3 separate regions of the Sus scrofa genome follow, and regions 1 and 2 are each linked to region 3. The links are chromatin contacts, called in public promoter capture Hi-C maps. All regions are on one chromosome and are shown on one strand. The core of a region is the stretch at or near the end of the contact, and the rest is flanking DNA. Distances in the headings are between cores, read along the strand shown.

Evidence for each region. Promoter capture Hi-C pulls out the DNA fragments that hold promoters and counts their contacts.
Region 1: a contact with region 3 is called in a promoter capture Hi-C map of fetal skeletal muscle, with 10 times the contacts expected there. The contact joins the promoter of LOC110255392 here to the promoter of TMEM30B in region 3. A contact is called at or near these places in 2 of 5 promoter capture datasets (fetal liver and fetal skeletal muscle), 3 of 47 Hi-C or Micro-C datasets (adipocytes, mesenchymal stem cells and subcutaneous adipose tissue) and 1 of 2 datasets of contacts at active chromatin or transcription factors (skeletal muscle).
Region 2: a contact with region 3 is called in a promoter capture Hi-C map of liver, with 7 times the contacts expected there. The contact joins the enhancer-like site here to the promoter of TMEM30B in region 3. A contact is called at or near these places in 1 of 5 promoter capture datasets (liver), 6 of 47 Hi-C or Micro-C datasets (embryonic fibroblasts, fibroblasts, liver and 1 more) and 1 of 2 datasets of contacts at active chromatin or transcription factors (skeletal muscle).

The regions. Positions count from the first base shown.
Region 1 is chr1:189,618,030-189,621,504 of Sscrofa11.1, forward strand. LOC110255392 reads right to left here and starts at 1,821. Exons shown (of 2, transcript XM_021062434.1): 1 at 1-1,821. The coding sequence starts at 224. It overlaps SIX1 (SIX homeobox 1), which reads right to left. Exons shown (of 2, transcript NM_001199718.1): 2 at 2,401-3,475. The coding sequence ends at 3,427.
Region 2 is chr1:191,041,806-191,045,440 of Sscrofa11.1, forward strand. SYT16 (synaptotagmin-16) reads left to right here. Exons shown (of 10, transcript XM_021062549.1): 7 at 1-1,967; 8 at 3,065-3,181. Among named protein-coding and RNA genes, the nearest start is that of ISG20, 150 kb to the right of the region's middle. Within about 2 kb of position 1,701, at least 17 of the 83 cell types and tissues checked have an H3K27ac peak or open chromatin away from gene starts, as enhancers often do. A contact at or near this core is called in liver, where this site is marked.
Region 3 is chr1:190,169,461-190,173,047 of Sscrofa11.1, forward strand. It overlaps TMEM30B (cell cycle control protein 50B), which reads right to left and starts at 2,266. Exons shown (of 2, transcript XM_021062472.1): 1 at 1-2,266. The coding sequence starts at 1,635. The coding sequence ends at 574.

The DNA.
Region 1 (3,475 bases), core at 571-3,070, 550 kb before region 3:
GGCAGTAGGCGTGAAGTCCCCTTTAGTCGTAGCCACCGCTGCAGCTGCCGCCGCCGCGGCGGCGGAGCAGGGGAAGGGCCGCCCCGCGCGCGGTCAGTGCCAGGTGCTGGACTGGCCCTCGGGGTGCGGGGGAGAGCGGCGGGACAAGGGTCCCTGCTTAGCAAACTCAGGGTTTGCCCATAAGCGCCGATGCCGCTGCATCTTCCTGGAAGCTTCCTCTTCATCTCGCGGTCAAGACCAAGCTGTCCTTGCCTGGAGAATAGTTCAAGATCGGCGGCGCTCAGCCCCAGCGGCGCCTTTCTCCCTGCCTGCACTTGTGGGGCTTGGGGGCTCTTGAGTGCCTACCTGCTGAGCCAAGTTCAGGAACCGCCGGCCAATCCCCTTGGCCTCTTGAGTATTTAGAAAGCTTCGTTCTCAGCCAAGAGGTCAAGGCGAACAGGCAGTGAGAACCTGAACGATCCTGTGTTCAGATTTTAAAAGTCAAAAATTTAAAAATCGCCCTAGTGTATTATTTTTGTTTTCATTTTACTTGGTCAAATTGCGTAAGGTTTTACCCTACAAACTATTTATAAGCCGTTTTTTCATTATTTTTGGCTCTTGTTATGAAACCTGTAAAAGAGAAATCGAAAAGTGGCTTTTGGTTCAGTTAACTGCGACGCTGAGAAGGTAAATAGAAGGTCCCTTAACAGCTGGTCCTTGAAGATTTCCTCGAGGAAAAAAAAAAAAAAAAAACACAAAAAACATGGTTAGTTCCCGCTAATGATCGTTCTAAAATGATTGCCAAGAAAACTCAAAGCGATATCCAGCTTTCTCGCCTCCTCCTGCTTGTCCCTGGTTTTGCCAGACAGAAAGGATGGTGAGGAAGGCATATTGTGCAATTTCTTATTAAACACATCTGGAATATGCACACTCTGGATCAAATGCCAGGGATTTTACAAAAGTTTATGACTGTGACAGAAAATTGTCCTTTTAATGAGTTTACAAGCAGTAATCACAGGGGCTTTTACAGGACCAGCCTGCTCTGCTCCTTGCCAGATCTGCAGACTTTTCCAAGATTCACCAACCAAGGGAGCAGGAAGTGGGCTGGGGCGCCAAAGGAGACAGAACTTCCAGGAGTCTAAAATTATACTAAACAGAGCTGGAAGAGTGGGGGGTAGTCATCAGAGTAGGAAGAGAGGGCATGTAAGAAATTAAAGTAATTGGCCCTTCCTATTTTCCAGGGAGATTTCCGCGGTGTCCTTTGAAGCCCGTCAGGGTCATTGAAAGCTATCTTTGAGCAGGGTGTTTGTTTTGGGGAGTGAATGTGAAGAATGTGAGGAGATCCCCTGTGAGAGCCCCTCCTGCAGAGGGTGGCATTTCTCTGTGGCCCAAGACGTGGAGAATAAACACCCTAGTGACTTAAATAAACAGCAGCTTAATGATCCAAAACACTAACAAGGGAGATTGGGACCCTGAGCTCCCAATCCAAATCATGGTCTCTGAGTGGCCTGTGAACATCTGTCCATCACTGAGGGAAAAAAATGACTTTATAAGTAAAAGTGACTACAGTTAAGTACGGTGAACCTTTCTCCTTTGAACTCAGTCAAAGCCATTTGACATAAAAAAGGGGGAACACCTCATAATAAGAAGGCCTTAATCTACCACCACCACCACCCCCCATTCTAGATCAGGACAGGAAAGATAAGAAAGGGTAAGAAAAACATGAATGTATTAATGGTGACACAGGTGAGAAAAATTAAAATTATGAAACGGTTGTGTTAGAAAATAAATAGACTTTTTCTGGGGAATAATATTTTACAAACACAAGCAAGCCAATCCCATTATCCTGAGTAGAATTTTAATAAATAATGCCATTAGTTTCACTAATTTTAAAAGCTAAATACAAAGATACATCATTTTTGCCCCAGGCAAAAATAATATGGAGCCTATATGATTACTGGGATTTTTCTGGACACTATTCGGCAGCACTGCAAAGAGCTCCTGTCCTGCTGGTCTGCTTTCTATTGGTACAGACTAATTCACAATGTTGCTATCCTTCTAAAAGTTCCATTTCCCCCCCAAGCAGATAAATTATTTTACTTTCACAGTCTTGTCATGAACTTGTTAATAATACAGAGCTATATACGAATTCTGTGTAGAAGAGCTAGTGGTAAACAAAATTGCATATCTAAATAATAAAAAAATAAATACCCCAAAGTTAAATTCACTCTTCTTCGGTCATATAATTAACTCAGTCACCACTCCTGGTTCAGGAGATGGCCTTCAACATACCCTGAAATTCATAACCACCATTAAGTAAGGAAGCAAAAAAAAAAAAACTATTCTTTTTTTTTTTTTTTTTTTTAAGGGCCCAGTGACAGCAATACACAACTCACCTTCCAGAAACAGAATCAGTACTTCTGGTGTTCTACTAAGTTTTAATTTAGACTGGTTTAGGTACAATAGAAAAGAAACCTGAAAACACATGCTGTTTAGTAACAAATACCAGGTTGCCAGATTTGTTACGTATTTTTGCAAGCTAGAAACTAGGAACAGGAGAAACCTTTAACAGGAGTAGGCTACAAATATGAAAGCTTTGAGGGCATGAGAAGTAATGGCATTCAGGAAAGTGTTTTTTCACATTGGTACATTTTAAAAGTTTGCCATAGAAAAAAACCCAAGGAAACAAACAACAACCACCCCCCCAACTAAATTTGACAAAAATAGTTGTATTACTAATGGTCACTTCTATTTCTAACTGCCTTATGTAGAGAGCATTAAGACATTTAGGCACTTGTTTTTTCCCCCAATACTGTTCTTTCATTTTAATCTACATAAAATTGTTTAACACTAAATATGAAAAATGTAAACTTAATTTTCCCCATCAAAAAAAATTGTAAGATCATATTTTTCCTATTCACCTTAAGAACACAACAAGTTCCTCCCAGGATGGAGGCTCTTTTCACTATTTTGACTTTCTCTCTCTCTTCTCTCTCATTTTCATTTCCTTTTCCTCTTCTCAAAACATTTTACCATAAATAAATTAAAAGGAAATAATTAAAATCCAGTTGATTTGTAAGCCCTGTTCATTGAACAAAAAAGAGAGGGACAGAGAGAAAGAGAGACTACTGAAGCAGCAATCTGGATTGCCCAGAACCAAGACTGGGTGACTGGATGTTTTTGTTTGTTTGGGTTTCTTCTTCTTCGTCTTCTTCTTCTTCTTCCTTTTCCCTGATCTGGGAGGGGAGATGCAAAAGTGGAAAGAGTTGGAGAGAAGAGGGCACTAAGCTTGAGACTGTGGTTGGTTTTGAGTTTTTAAAAGATATTTATGAAAGTTCACCATTCCTTTATGCGCAAAGAACCCCAGAAACAAGCTGCAAAAAAATGTTCCTGATTTCTATTTACAAGTGTCCCTAGTCGCTGCTTGAGGCCCCATTCCCTCCCCTCTTAGGACCCTAAGTCCACCAGACTGGAGGTGAGGGGGCCCAGCAGGGAG
Region 2 (3,635 bases), core at 451-2,950, 870 kb after region 3:
TGAAAAAGAAAGAAGTAGCAGTGATGTAATTCTGACTGTGGCCATCGCCCAGATTTGATGTGTGCCAGTCTCAAAGACACCTTTCATACCTGACAGCTGAAATGTGGTCATCAGATCTACAACCCACTTAGTACTTCTTCCAGATTTTAACTTATCAGCTTTTTCCTTCCAGCTTTGCTGAGGTATAACTGACAAAACTGTAGGTTATTTAAAGCATACAACATGATGATTTGATACATGTCTACATTATAAAAGGCTGTCTAAAATTGAGTTTATTATTAACACAAGGTTATCAGCTTTTAAATCTTAGGGCTAACAGACTGTTAACATCACTTTTTGTCATAGGTGTTAAGTTGGTACTGGGTGCCTGAGGGAACAGGGCCCCCTGAGATTTGTAGGGCCATTTTGTGTAGCCCCTTCAACCTTGCAGAATGTCTGCAATTGCAGAAGTTAAGACTACACCGCACAGAAGCTCTGCCCTGTCTCCAAAAACAGCAACTTTTCTTTTTAATTGATTCCCAGTGGTGCTCTCTTCCTTCCAGGCCCTGGCCTGACCCTTTAGGGAACCAAGAAAGTGGTATATCTCCTTCTTCAATGAGATTCCTCTCTGAGAATAACAGTGAGCATAATTTCTCTGCTGTGCTTATTTTCCCTTCTTTAATTTGGATTGCTGACTACTTAAATTTACCCACTTTGACATCCTCAACATCTCCCTCTACCCAAGAACAGCAACCTCATGGTTGCTGAACAAGAAGCAGCAATGATAAAAAATGAAAATGTAGCCTGAGTGACACAATACAGAGACAATGCAATCTTTTAGGTGAATTTATACTAAAGTGTAAATGGCTGCAACATGTATACCTTCTCCAGTCTCCTTTTTGAAAAGTACCTTCTCTTTTGTATATTTTTACTTTAAAGAAGTTTGCATATTACCCTGATGTTTTAATTAGCCATTGGATCAAAACGAAGTCTTTCTAACTGTATAAAATATTTTTCCTCAAACTTCTGGCACCATACCAGGAGGCAGCCACCGAGAGTGCCAAAAGGAATTAGACTCTGGTCCGATTTTCATGTATTACTTATTTTTTCCCGCTTCAAAATCTGTTGATTGCTCAAACATGCAGACACAAACAGCAACACATTGGGGAGAGAAGTCCCAGAGGACGAACGATCCTTTACTCTTCATCCCACATGCCTCACCCCATTTCACACGCACACTCCATCTCTCCCCTTGCTGGGGACCTTCCCCAAGGCAAAAGGCATCCCAAAGGGTCTAAAGGCACTGACCTAGTCCTGCTGGAAGTGCCAACCCACTCCGGTCCTCAAACCCGATCCTTCCATGGGACATTCAGATAGGGCCTACAGCGAGTAACCCCGCGGCGGCTGAGGCACGGCCACAACACTTGCCCAGGCCCTCTGAGCAGAGTCAGAAGCCCTGCTCTCAGAGCTGCAGCGCTCACCCACTAGCAGCTCCCCAGCCCGCTCTCCAGCACCCGACTAAGGCCAGTACAGGACCCCTATTTGGGGCTCTTTGTTCACCGCCTTCCTGGTTCCTGCTCTCAAACCTTCCTCCCAGCAGCCCCCACCGGAGCATCCGACCTACAGGAAAGTTGCTCTCGAGCTGTGGAGGGGCGTCATCGCCTCCTAGCAACGCGCCTAGCAACCGGGTAACATCTGCTCCCTCTGGTCCAATGCGAGCCGAGAACAGCTGCGCGCCCGCCTAGCGTTCCAAACCCGGAGCGAGAGGCGCTTCACAGACTGGAGGGACGGACCTGCGGGAGCCAGGGCTGCCCCCGAGCTGCAGTTGCCGCTGCTTCCACTGTCGCGCCGCCACTGCCGTCGCTGTCGCTGTCAGCGCCTGTCTGGAGAGTGACAGCGCCGCAAAAGCGGGAGGGAGCACCGAACCCCGCGCGTTTACGAAACAGGTGTATGTGCCGGTCTCCTGGCGAGTGGACCCAGCTCGCAAGGTATGTCTGGACTCATTCAACCAGGTGCCTTCCTCTGAAGCTCAGGAAAGACTCTTTCCCAGAGGGTGTGAATAAGGATGTTTTCTGGGATCTCACCCACCCCGCCCCTAGCCATTGAAAAGTGGCTAGCTGGTGGTCTCCAATAACCTGATTTGCTTTTTTTTTTTAATCTCGGGATTATTCTTGTGGATTCCCCTGCCCTTTACTGTTCGATTTGTGTTTGGAAGTTTTCCGTCCTCCTCGTTTCCCCTTTGACTTTGCTGCCTACGTGCAGCTAGGAAGGCTGGGAGCAGTGAGCTCCCACAGAAAGCCTGTGGTTACAGCGAAAATGACATAGTGTAGTCTCTAATTGAATCAACACGTATGGAGAGCAACAATCTTTTTAGGTCCTGCCCTGGAAAGGGTCCATTTGGCCGAGAGCAGGCAGTTCACTGTTACTCAATCTCCTGAAAAGTAACCATAGTAACTCACCTCTCTTTTGATGGGATCCTCCTCATTGGCTGCCTATCTTCCTTTGGAAAGCTCATCTCTCTAAATATAGAAGATGATGAGATCTGTAAGCATACATCCATGTAGAAAAAGGTGCAGTTAAATATGGCCCTTTAAAGGAAAACTATCTTCAAAGAAAAAGTATCATTTTGCTCTTTCGAATCCTGTGAGGAATAGTGTGTATTCCAGTGAATGATCGAGTTAGGCTGTTTTAACTACTGGATTGTTACTTTAGAGAGAATATTTCTTGAAATTATACAAGATCTGGCATTTGAAAACAAAGTATATCTGACTCTGATTTTTAAAAAAAACCAACCCGCTGATAATGTCTCCCTCAAAATCTCCCAGTAAATAGTTAATGAGATATGTTATTCAAATATTTCCGTCTTTCTTAGGATAGTTAAGATTGCTCCTGTTTACAATTAAATCTGGAAACATAGAATTATGTATGTTTGAGGGTTTATTTGTTTATCTAACTGGTTCAGATCAACCCCACCTCAGACATCTTAGTGTCCTTTTACTGCATGCTTTCTCCTGACATTATAACCAGTTCAAGTCAGTGCAGTTCTGACTCTTTATTTGCGTCTCTCCTTGTTGCAAAATCTCAGGTAACCATTCATGAGCCTGAGGCTGTGAGAAATGCTCGCTGTGCGAAGGGGAATTCTCACCAGATTTTCTAAAGCTGTCCTAGAGATACACTTTTCAGATTGATTCAGCATTACCAGGTAAAAGAAATTACTGTTTAAATATGTATCCAGAGAAATAAATGCTAATGTAGCATTACCATAATTTACAAGATCAATATAAGTGGTTGTTTATATAGATGGTTGCTGGGTAGAAGTCAATAGAGGTTTTCTGTAGAAAGGACATTTTTGGGATGGCAGATTTTCCTCTCTAAGACCCATGTGAATAGGGTGGGCCAAATTAAGTAGCCTGGCATGGAGAGCATGTCAGGCAGAACACTGGTGCATGTCTGAAATGAAGGCAATGAAGAGAGCTCTCCAAGCTTCAAAAAGAGATTATGGTGGTTTTTTAAATTTAACTTGCTTTAAGATCATGGCAATAGAAACTCACGAGGGTTAATCACTTTACACTCAATTTTCAAGACATAATATAGTCATTTAATGAGCGTTCAGCCCTCCAGCACTGTGTAACTTTCACATGTACTGAACTATCCAT
Region 3 (3,587 bases), core at 1,016-3,515:
GGGTCTCCCCACAGCCTTGTTGTCAGAATTTCTGGGGCCTCCTAATCCATCTACGCTTTAAACTAGAGCGTTCTCCCTACCCGTCCATGCCTTTGCTGGTTATTTGTGGGTTTCATTTTCTACCCCCCACCCCCCACCCCAAAAAAGGGAAAGAAAACCACTGTACAGAAGTGGTTAAAGCTCTAGAGTCAGAGCCAGGAGCCAAGTTGCTGCTGCATCTCAAATGAGTTCTCTAACGTCTAGGTCTAGCTCTTCATTAGATGGGAGCTGAATAAGAGCAGTCCCAACTGTCCCTTCTGCTCTCCAAGAACCTAACATGTCAACTCAGTAAATGGTGAAGGAGATGGGGAGAAGCGGCCGGGATGTCTCACTCTACCAGTTCAAACACCCCAGAAAAGTCTGGAGGCCCCGGATTGGATGTAATTCCTCTCTCTCTGGTCTCCTCATCCACAAAAGGAGGCCAAGTGAAGCGAGGCTGGAATTGGGTGAGAGTCAAAGAGACAGAAACCCAAAAGAAGCTTGCAAGAGAGCTGAAGCAAGAAGCTTTCAGAAAGGGTACTTTGAAAGCAGGAGTTACTCGTCCTCCTCGTCCTCGTCGTTCTGGTCCTGGTAGCGAATGTAGACGACCAGCATGACAAAGCCCGTGAGGATGCAGAGGGAGCCAACCACCAGGTAGGCGATGCCCAGGAAGGGGTTCTTGCCTCCCATCCAGGAGATGCTGCTGAAGATGATGAGCTTGTGGCCGCCGAAGGCGCGCACCGGGTAGTTGTAGGTGATGTTGACGCGGTAGGCGCCCCGCGGCAGCCCGGCGGAGTAGTTGCCCTGGCGGATGCGTGCGTACAGCTTGCGGAACGTGGGCAGAGCGGCAGTGCGCATCCACACCACGAAGTCCTGGTTGATGAAGCCGGTGTTGTTGGGGTCGGGGCTGAGCTCGTAGACCGGCCGGTGCCAGTTGGGCGGGGGCGCGGTGCCCCGGAAGGCTAGCGCCAGACTGCCGTTCACCAGCGGCGGGTTGCGGAACTTGACGTGGTAGTCGGTCCACCAGGCGATGCCGGTGCGGTCGAGCGGCACCTCGACGTAGGGCCCGCCGGGCTGGCGCTGGTACCACAGCGAGAAGGAGTCGTTGAAGAGGCTGTTGGCGATGGCGCCGCAGGGCGCGATGGGCAGGCCGGCCGCGCTGAGTTGGTAGGGGGCGCACTCGTTGACCGGGTGCCGCAGGGCGCTCGGCAGCCCACTCAGCTGCGCGTCGTCGCGGGACACACCGTAGCGCCGGTTGTTCTGGTAGAAGTTGGTCAGCTCGTAGTAGAGGTACACGGGGCCCTGGAAGAGCTCGGGCAGAGAGAAGTACCAGGCGCATGAGCAGCGGGGCGGCGGCGCGCGGCCCTGCCCGGCTGCGGCGCACACCGAGCAGTTGCTGAGGCCCGAGTCGCCGGTATAGTCGTACTCGAGCTCCTTGATGCCATTGGAAGAGTAGTAGAGGCCCAGGCCCAGGCCGATGAAGGCCAGGCCCGCGCAGAAGAAGAGCGGCAACGCGATGCTGGCTGACAGCAGCGGCTGCCAGGCGGGGAGGCGCTGCTGCGTGAACGCGGTGTTGTCCGGCTGGTGCGCGCCCCGAGCCGTGGCGCTCCAGGTCATGGCTGCCGCGCGGACCGACGCGGGGGCGTACGGATGGGGACGTACGGATGGAGCCGCCCGGGGGCTTCTCCCCCTCCGCGCTAGGCCAGCCCGGGGTTACCCCCGGGGCAAGTCGCCGCCTGCTCAGGTGAGTTCTGGCCCCGCCTCCGGCCCCCGCACAGGTGAGGCTTGGTGCTAGGTCCTCCGTGCAGTGACCAGACCCCTCAGTTCCGCCTTGGCGCAGGTGCTCAGACGGCTCCGCCCCTATGAGTGATCGGGAACCGCGCCCCGCCTCTACGGAGGTGAGCTGGCGGGGCGTTCCTTACCTCACCTGGCAGCCCAGGGCTGCTTTTCCTCCCCGCCGGGGTGGCTCTGGACGCCAGCTCCTCCTCCCCAAGGTGAGTGGCGGCCCTAGGCTGCGACTGAGAGGCTCATACCCTGTTCAGGTACTTCTTTCCCTTCCGCCTTATGAGTGACTGGAGTGCCCGGGCCAGTCTTGCCTGAAATCGTAGAAGCTGCAGCCCCCAGCGCAAAGTTCCACCGTGAGTTCTGGAGACTTGAAGATTTCAGGTAATTAATCATCTTTTATCTGAAAGGAAATGAAAACGTCTTTAGGCCCTCTCTTCTTTGTGGGTTAACTTATGGACCCTCTTTCAGTCAACTTTAGCCACAAATTGTAATGCTCTGGGATTACGCTCTGGTAAATCTGTTTCGAATTCAAAGCCTGCGTTCAAATTCTAGCATTTTTTTTTTTTTAAAGGGAAAATGATTTTCTGGCCAGGTGCCCCAATTAGGTGGGATAACTGAGAAAAGTGGAAACTTCTCTGAAAATAATATGACTCCAAAAAGAATCAATGAAAGCAAGATGTTCAGAGCCTTTAAATATCTCTCAAGTTAGTGGACAAACCATACAAGGAGAAAAATGCCCTGGACTACATGTGATTTATTTTTTTTCCTTTTCAGATTATTTGCCTGACTGGAAAAAGGTCCCATCCAAGGTCCCAAAAGACCCAGCTGCTATCCACAGGCAAGGATGCTGGGGCTGTTTGGCCAAAGGAGATGACCTTCAAGGATTTATAGGACTTATTGGAAAGAAAACCCAAATTAACTCTGAACATTGCTTGGGATTCTGGCTTTTATATTTAGGTTGGTAAAGTATACACAAGGGATTGTCTGGCCATTTCAGCTTTGTTCTAAATCCTCCTTATGTATTGAGGTGTTCCTGAGTCTCTTTGAGCTCAGAGAATGCTTGAATTTTTCTGATATTCAAATAGCTTGAATATTTTCTGAGTTACACTCTGCACTTAGAATAATACATTACATTCAGGAGTCATTCAAAATCCACTGAAATTTGGAAAGTTAAAATTCTTGCTAAATTGAGCAACAGCATTTTGGTTTTATTTTTTAATTTTTTTTTTGGTTTTATTTTGTTTTTAGCATCTTTCAAGTATTAGCCCTATGCTAAGCAATGTAGAAGACAAGAAAATTAGGCTGAAAAAGACCCTTGACCTCAAGACATTTGCAGTCTAACAAGGGACATATTACTTAGGAGTAAAAAAGAATCAAAATAGCCAACAGACAATATATACTCAAGTACCAAATGGTGCTTTATAAGAATGATACTAAAAGTTAAAAGTAGCATCATTTTAACAATGGAAAATTCATTCCACCTTGTTGAATAGAATGCATATGAGTTGGAAGCTTTAGCTGTTAGTGAATATGAGGGAGACTTGATGACTTGATTTCCACTTCCCTTACTTCTAATCATACCCCAAGGGAGGAAATGCCCAGTATTGTCAACAGGTTCCTACAGTGTGATCCAGTCTGTACTACACCCATTTTCCAGTAAGATAAATGAATAAATAGTTCTCTGTATCATTTTGGTGGCTTCCACCCACCCCTATATCATCGAGTCATCAGTTGGCTTGACACAGAGTCCACAAAACCGTCTCTAGGAAGGAATTCAGTTCCCC